2 separate regions of the Rattus norvegicus genome follow, and region 2 is linked to region 1. The links are chromatin contacts, called in public Hi-C maps. All regions are on one chromosome and are shown on one strand. The core of a region is the stretch at or near the end of the contact, and the rest is flanking DNA. Distances in the headings are between cores, read along the strand shown.

Evidence for each region. Hi-C and Micro-C count contacts between places; a contact is called where the count stands out from the background.
Region 2: a Hi-C map of Schwann cells shows a contact between it and region 1, with 7 times the contacts expected there. The contact joins the promoter of Ccdc191 here to the promoter of Gramd1c in region 1. A contact is called at or near these places in 3 of 12 Hi-C or Micro-C datasets (Schwann cells, frontal cortex and mammary epithelial cells).

The regions. Positions count from the first base shown.
Region 1 is chr11:70,138,674-70,142,819 of GRCr8, forward strand. It overlaps Gramd1c (GRAM domain containing 1C), which reads left to right and starts at 2,257. Exons shown (of 18, transcript NM_001191826.2): 1 at 2,257-2,345. The coding sequence starts at 2,319. LOC134481070 (a long non-coding RNA gene) reads right to left here and starts at 412. Exons shown (of 3, transcript XR_010056282.1): 1 at 206-412.
Region 2 is chr11:70,310,022-70,314,167 of GRCr8, forward strand. It overlaps Ccdc191 (coiled-coil domain containing 191), which reads right to left and starts at 2,098. Exons shown (of 17, transcript NM_001427765.1): 1 at 1,972-2,098. The coding sequence starts at 2,061. It also overlaps a transcript of Qtrt2 not described here.

The DNA.
Region 1 (4,146 bases), core at 1,007-3,506:
AGAGCCGTACTTCAGGAAATTTTCAATCAGTAAAGAGTAAAATTACAACATGTAGAATGGCAGCTTGGCCTGTGGGACTCTGTGGGACTCTGTGGGACAGGATACATGGGGGGATCCCCCCAAGATTGTATTTGGTCCTGCAGTGCATACATGTTTTTTTTTACCTCCTATTTTTACTACCATTCTTTTGCCTCCAATTCCCAACCTCTTTCCTAAGTGGTCTGTGGGATTCCAGGTGAGCCATGAACAAAATTCCCTGAACTCCAAGTTCTCTGTATTTTCTGTGAAAATTCTCTAAACTCCCATGGCCTCCTGGCTTTCCTTCGAGGATCTTGTCCTCTCTGCAGGCCACTCAAGTTGTTTTCTCCAGTGTCACTGTGTTCCTGTCCCTGTTAGTGACACAATGCAGACTGATCCCCGGTAGAATGCAGTATGAGCATGTGCTGCTTCCAAGGTTAGGTCATAGAAAGCACTGGGGCTTCCATCCGGGTCTCTCGGGTGGTACATTCTGAGGAAGGCCACGGCCACAGCATGAGGACTCAAGCTGTCCTATGGAGAAGCCCTAGCAGAGAGGAACCTTCGACGCCCCAGACCAACAGCCAGTGCCAGGCTGACAGCCCTGTAAGTGAGACTCTTTGGAAGTGGATCTTCTGGGTTCAGGATCAGCCAGGGGGTTTGATGACTTGGAGCTGCCTGTGCTCACCTAGGGCAGTGCTGTGAGAGACCATGAGCCAGAACTTCCCACCTGTTCTCTGTCCATATCTCCGACCCATGGAAATTACAAGAGATAGTGAATGGCTGTTCTCACTCTGATACTGAGGCTTTGGGTGAAGTGTCATGCAATGATAGTCACCCAAGTGCCACCAAAGCCAGGAAGGGGCCGGTCTCTTTCTTTCCTTCCTTCTTCCTTTAAAGCCCAGCTTTGAAATTCATGACTAAGAACTATACTTCTCCTACTAGATCCATCCACCAGCTCATAGGTCACTTTCCTCTTTTTCTTTTCCCTTTTTGCTGATTTTGAGGCGTCAAATTCATTATGTAGCAAGGTCCAGCCGAGGCTGGCCTTGAACTCCCAGTCTTGCTCCCCTCACCTCCTTGCTGTGATTACTGGCACAAGCCTTCCTGCCTGGCCGAAGTTGCTTTTCCTATGGAAGAACCCGGGTCCTTGTTTATCATCTCCTCTCTCTTTGCTGTGTTACGCTTTCAATAATTCTTGTCTCAATTCCAGGCCACTGCTTTTCTTACTCTGCGTCTTAAATTGCCCCTCTAGCCAGTCACCTGCCTTATACTTAACATTGTAGCCGAAGCCTGTTACAATCCCAGTTCTAAGCACCTTTTCTTCTTCCAATTCGTTGCTTCTATTACCATCCGTCCTTGGAGCCTAAGGAGATGTTAACTGTTCACTGGAGCACTTTCCAGTCTCCTTTCCACTGTTTTCTATAAATGTTAATTTTAAGAGGGGTGTATCTCTCTCTCTCTCTCTCTCTCTCTCTCTCTCTCTCTCTCTCTCTCTGTGTGTGTGTGTGTGTGTGTGTGTGTGTGTGTGTGCGCAAGGTTGTGCATTTAAGTGCAATATTGGTGGAAGCCAACACCTCTCCAAACCCCTGGTATTTTAAATATAAGGAGGCAATGCTAGAAATCAGGCTGTGCCTCCCCACGGGGCTGTATCTAGTTCTGGTTGTTCTATTACTTGATGGCGTTGCTTTGTGAGTTTTATAGGTATACAAGAGAAACAAAATTTTACCAAATGCTTTGTTTGTTTGTTTGTTTTACCCCCCCCCCCTTTTCGTTTGTGAGACAAGGTCTCCCTGGTCTGGTCTTCAACTTCAGTGTGGTCAGGCTGGTCCCCAAGTCACAGTCTTCCTGCCTCCCTATCTTGGTTTATGGGCATGTATTATCGTCCTGCCTGTTTTATTAGATTTTATCGTATAGTTTAGTGAGGTCTAGTGCACTCATGTTGGAGAACAACTATCCTATCTGCAGAATACTATCTTCTGTCCAAACTGAAATTCTAGTCCCATCAAAGAATAACAAACCCTCTGCTTTTCAGGGCAGACCCGGGAATTAAGGCTCATCGCCGATTTCCTACTAAAGGGTGGTTAACGCCCTGGCTAACAAATTAGCCTTTTAAGGACTTCGCCACAGGCAATAGTCATTAATTGCCACCAGAGGACGCAAGGCGCTCGGGCTGCTGTGGAGGTGGGGATTCCGAGGGCCGGGGCCGGGAGCGCGCGTCGGGCACGCGCCTGGCTGGCTCTCTCCCGCCCCGGAGCTCTCAGGGACGCGCGTGCGGGGTGCCGCCGCGGGAGGGTGCCGCGATGGAGGGCGCTCTGACGGCCCGCCAGGTAAGCAGCCTCGAGGGACTGGCTCCCGAGAGGTGGCTTCGCCGGCAGTTTCCTCTGCATGGTTGTTTGAACCCGCTCCGATTATGATAATTAATTCCTCCCTTCCCTCCCCTCAGTACTCTTTGGCGTAATTCGAAAAGTTGTTACCAAGGAAACTGTTTCCTGTGTCTCCCGCGAGCCCGTTCCTGGCTAGGCGACGGAGTGTTAATTTGGTCCCCAAGATGCCCGAGTCCAGATGTCTCAGCCCCAGATCCTAGTGAGTCTGGTTCCATTGTGGTGATTTTGACTTGGTATTCCTCTTGCCAGCCTCCCTTCACCATCGGCCGTTGGTTAACAGGGCTCACAAAGTTTAAGTCCCCAGGCTCTCAACCAAGTGTTTGGTTTCAACTAGCACTGTCGTTTGTTGATTAGTACCTTATCTGATAATGGACAGTTAGTGTTTAGGGTGAAAGGCTTTTGTTGCCATGTTACTTGAATTTCTCAACACTATACTCCCTGTGTTCCGGTGGTCGTGTGTAGACATTTTTCTTTCAGAGAAGTATTTTAGTGTACTGAAGGATACGGCTCAAATAACTGTTGGATGAACAAATGAATGAATGCTTTGTTTCAACTGGCTGACAAATCATTACTATGAAATAGGATACTGGTGAGCTTTATACAACAATTGTCAGGCCGGGTTGTCCAGAATAAGACAGTGAACCTATTAGCCAAGTAAGGGGAGGGGGAACATTATCCCTTCTGTGGAATTAAGGAGACTAGTTAGTGTGAGTGACACAGCTAAGGCAGAACTGATGGTGCCACCCTCAAACCTTAACGGTGTGAAATGATGTGTCTATTACTGACATAATTGAGGTCCTGAGGGAGGGCAGGGAAGGCCTTCCAGAGCAAGGTGAAGAGCCTCCTGGGGCTTATATATAGATTGTGTGAGCCTGGCTGGTCAAGGAACCAAGGAGCCCAGGGATCTGCTTGTCTTCACCATCCCAAAACTGGGAGAACAAACATGCCAAGGTGCTGGGCCTTTGTGTGTGTTTGTATGTGTGTGTAGGTGGCCTCTGGGGGTGAATTCAGGTCCTCATGTTTCATGCTTTACCTACTGTGCTAGCTCCCCAGTACTACTTAATTGGATTTTCTCTTAAGGCCATTGTGCCCCCTCTGAGAGCTGAACCTTGAAATTGGTGAGGAAAAGTGAGAGTCCCATTGAAAACCTTGCTCAAAAGCTGAGTTATATTTTGACAAAGCTTTGCGCAGTGTAGGTCTACCTAGAGCTCTGAAGAGGACCAGGAGTGTCTGGTAGGGCTTGTCTTATGGATTTAGTGTGTGTGACCCTGCTTTATACTTCAGGTATCAGTGAAACAGGGGCAACTTCTCCGGCTGTGATCCTAGAATCTATAACATGCCCAGATGCGGCCGGTCGTGTGTCAGGGCATTTCACTGCTAGTGTCAAGAGGACTTCCTCAAGTTTCCAACAGATGTGCAAACCCTTTGGGCCTGCCCTGTACCAGGGACATCTGGTTACAGGGAAAAGCAGTAGTCCTCCACAGAACTCCAACACATGTAGCCATGTGGCTTGACGCTGTTCAAAGAGTATCCAAATGCCGGTCACTGTGCACTCAGTTAAACCCAAGTTCCATTTCGGGAAGGTAGAAAGTCCGAGAGAGGAATGACCCTTTTCCAGGACTGTGGCCTCTGTGTAACAGAGAGAGGGGGAAAAGGTCACGTCCTCACTCAGTAGTTGCATCATGAACCTAGATTTGCCTCAGTTGAGCTCTTGCCTGTAAAGTTTGCATTTGATAGTGCTGTG
Region 2 (4,146 bases), core at 848-3,347, 170 kb after region 1:
ATAAAAGCACATTAAACCACAGTAGAAGAAACAGGAAGTCTTGTCTGTGACATTCTTATTACTCCTGTCTACACCTACCTTGAGACTGTAGCACAATAGCTCTGTAGTCTAGGCATCAACACGTTATTTTTTAGTTCTGCAGGGCTAAGAGTCAAAGTATAGGAGTACGTATTTCTATATAAGTGTATAGAACTATTACTCCTCATGAAACCCATACTAACACTGGTTAATTCACCTCTCCCTGTCATTTTTCTGCTTAATGACTATTAGGCTCCTTTCTTTCCTGTTTGTAGAAGTAGCCGGGTTCCTTCCTGTCCTTCCTACACCTGAGATGCTGCCCGGGAAAACAAAAGTCATGGTGTGGAACAAAATTACTCAACTTCTACTGTTGCACCAAGCACAAAATGAACAAAACTAATTGATCTGTAGCCAGGTCAGTCAGCTATTAATCTGAAATGAGAAATGAAGACCACGAGGAGCCTCCTCTCTGTCCTGTGATGTCCAGAAGCTTACAGAACTCTAGCAATCACTGAGCAAACAGGGGTGTTCGCTTTGCAAAAATATTCAGGTATTTTCTTTTAAAAAAAACAAAACAAAACAAAACGATGGAACAACAGACCTATTAATTGGCACAAGAAAGTTGCTGAAAAGAGTATTGTATTCTCCTTCCCAACCCTAACACTTCACCTTCAGCTCACCTTACACACAATTAATGCAGCTGTTCTGTCTGAATAACTTTGTCACTGCAACAAAGAAAGAGCTGATCCTCTTCAAACAGAGTTGAGTTTCAAAGCGGTCTTGTGTTTTACTTTCTTTACCCTCTAGACAGTAATAATGAGCACTATCGGGGGGGGGGGGGGAAATCCCTCTTTTTGTAGTTCTAAGTTGTCCCAATTTTTTTTTTGCCTTCATCATCAAATCTATATTCATATGCTATTTTGGGTCCCATCTATTATGCAACCGATACCTTGCAGTCGGAGCAACCTCAGTTTCCACTCTCTTAATGCTCTGGCCTGTGCCCTCTAGTATCTGGAGCATGAGTGGAATGTGCCCTGTGCACACGGTTGCTATATTTATATATTTATGATTACCTGGGGCCCCCACAAAAGCCACGTATCTGGAGGATTTTTTTTTCTTCTTACAGGAAAGTGTAACCGAGGGGTGAGAGCAGCTGGTGAAACTGCTCTGCAGCTGAAAGTCTAGCCCCCTCCTTTTCAATTTAAATTTCCATTTAAAGCATTTATTTTTGTGACAGCTAAAGAGGTATTCTGGAAGGCACACTTGGTGTGACTGTAACTTTGCATGACTGTAACTTTTGTTATGTTCCAAATTTATAATGGCGTCTTTTTTTTTTTTTTTGGTTTGTTTTTGTTATCCCCCCCTCCCTCCCCACCCCACCTCCCGTGCCTTTAGGAGCTAATACACAGAAGAAGTGAGTGATACAGGGAGGCTCTATCTTTGAATGTTGGTAGAATTTACTAATTACCATATGGATAAAATACTGAGATACAACCACCTGGACTTCTGAGTCCATTTTAGCCTCCTACTGTAAAATTGGAAGAGAGAGATATAAGGGATAACGGCAGAGAATTTCATGTGATGATTTCTTTTCCTTTCGCAACCCCCCTTAACTGAGATTTGAAGGGGGAGAGGGAGTAATGTGCGGAAAGTTTCCTAAAATTGGTGGCAGAGGTAAGGATGAAAGGGGCCAATTCTCCTCACCCTCCTCACACCTCTCCATAGATGGAAATAATCCTTACAGGATGCAGCCCACCACAGTAGTGAGTACACAGACCCCATGGTTCCTCAAACCAAGCTCCCTAGGGTTGTGTTGGCTCTGGGATACTCAAGGCCAGGTAAGGATGCCCCCGGGGGAAGAGTGAGGAAGCGCAGGGCGGGAAACCGATGGCTTCGGGACTGTGTGGCGCCTAGGGCCGGCCCGTGTTCCTCAAAGCTCCCGATCGGGATCACCTTGAGATTCAGCTTCCTTGATAACCGTTTCCAGCGACTCAGCTCCATCCTCTTCTTTGAGGCGAACCCTCCCTGGGGCGCCAGCAGCATTTTTGCAGGCGCAGGCCTAGACTTGGGCCACAACAGTGACAACCGCGTCTCCTCCCAGACTGCTTTCAGGTGATGCTGGGAGTTGTAGTTCCGCCACTTAATAGCTAAACAGGGGTCAGACATCCCGGAACTACTCCTCCCAGGAGGCATAGCGCGGGCAGCTTGCAGTTCGCGCTGTTACCATGGCATTGGTGGGGGGGTTCACTGAGCTTCTTTAGCAGGGCCTTTGCCTATATCTGGCGCTTGGTGATGATGCAGAACTTCCTGATTGGCTCTGCGGCGGAGGCGTTGGTTTAGTGGGCCAAGAGTTCTGGGAGCCGGAACACGTGTTATCGCTTGCGAAGAGTTTAGGGGACCTGAAGGTACCGAGTTTTGTAATCTACCGGTGAGTGTTCATTTTCCATGCTGAGGGAGGGTGAGTGGTGCCCACTCTTTTGTTTGCGTTGCAGTCTTGTTCCCACCTCGTCATTACTTGGTTTCTTGTTGGTCTAGGTTTCTGGCAGCTCAGAGTCTCCTAGCGAGATTGCCGATCACTTCTCAGAAAAGAAAGGACCTCCTTTCTCCTGGCCTCTGCTGGAGCGTAAGCTTCTCAGCTGCAAGTTTTTCTGAATTTAGCAGGTACTTGGGGAAACTTTAAGACAGTAAAGTCTAGGAATCCTGGGATGGCCAGTGGAACTAAGGGAAAATTGAACCTAAATAGCCAAGCCTGGATGTTGTCACTGAAGGTGTGTGTACTTTCAAGGCAGGGCAAAAATTCAGAACTGGAGTTTTGGACCTGGCCACTTGTTGGCAATTCAGTTTACTTACTGACAAAATGGGATTATACCTAAACCTTGGGAGTATTGTAATGATTGAAAATCAATGTGAGTAAAACATTCTGCCAGGGGATCTAAAACAAACTTTAAACTGGTGGAAATATAAGGAAAGCTGTGCCCCGTAGACCTAGCACCCACCGTCTAACTTGAGTGTAGACCAGTAAGTACATGGCTGAATGAACTGTGTTACATTCAGACCTTCCACTGTCTCGATGGTAGCTCTTTTGGAAGAGTTAGTTTCATGGCTATTCTTTGGCAGGGGTGCCAATTTTTTTCTGAATGAAAAGTAGAGTGTAGAAGTGCATATAATACAGTGTGCATCCATTTTTGGAGAACAAGTGTGTATAAATGTTTAGATGAGTATGGAGAAAGGCTATCGATTTGGAGAAGATGGATTAGAGGCCGAGGAGTGAGATGGGAGAAAAACAATTACACTGTTGCAAAATGGGAACTCTCACAGTTAATATTGAAACATTGCATTTGGCAAATTTCAGTCTCTTCTAAGCCACTAGCCTATAACATAGTCTCTAAAACTAGACTTCTATAGTTTCAGTACCAGCCCCACCAGATACTACTGGTGACTGTCTTAATCACTGTTCTGTTGCTGTGAAGACACACACCATGACCAAAGCAACTGTTCTAAAAGAAAACATTTAATTGAGGGCTGGCTTACAGTTTTAGAGGTTTAGTTCATTATCATCAGAGCAGGAAGCATGTTGGCATGCAGGCAGACACTGGACCTGTAGCTCAGAACTCCATCTTTATCCATAGGCACAAAGAGGTTTGCCATGTACTTTTGGAACCTGGAAGCCTACTCCCAGTGACACATTTCCTCAAGTCCTGTGTCTCTCTCTCTCTCTTTTTTTTTTTTTTTTGGTTCTTTTTTTCAGAGCTGGGGACCGAACCCAGGGCCTTGCCCTTCCTAGGCAAGCGCTCTACCACTGAGCTAAATCCCCTACCCCAAGTCCGGTGTCTCTTATCCTTCTAATCCTTTCAAATAGTACTACTCCCTGGTGACTAAGCTCAAATACATGAGCCTATGGGGGCCATTCTTATTCATACCACCACTGTGACTTTATTAGCTTCACTTTGCTAATTTATAAAATACAAGTGAATAGGGTCTATGTTGTATTTGTTGTGAGGGGTAATGTCTACGATGTATCAATAACAGTAAGTACCCAATAAATGCAGCTACTATGATTTTTAGTCCTTTCAGTGGATAAGATTAGCCTTTTTTTTTTTTTTTTTTTTTGGCTGCAGGGGGCGGGGG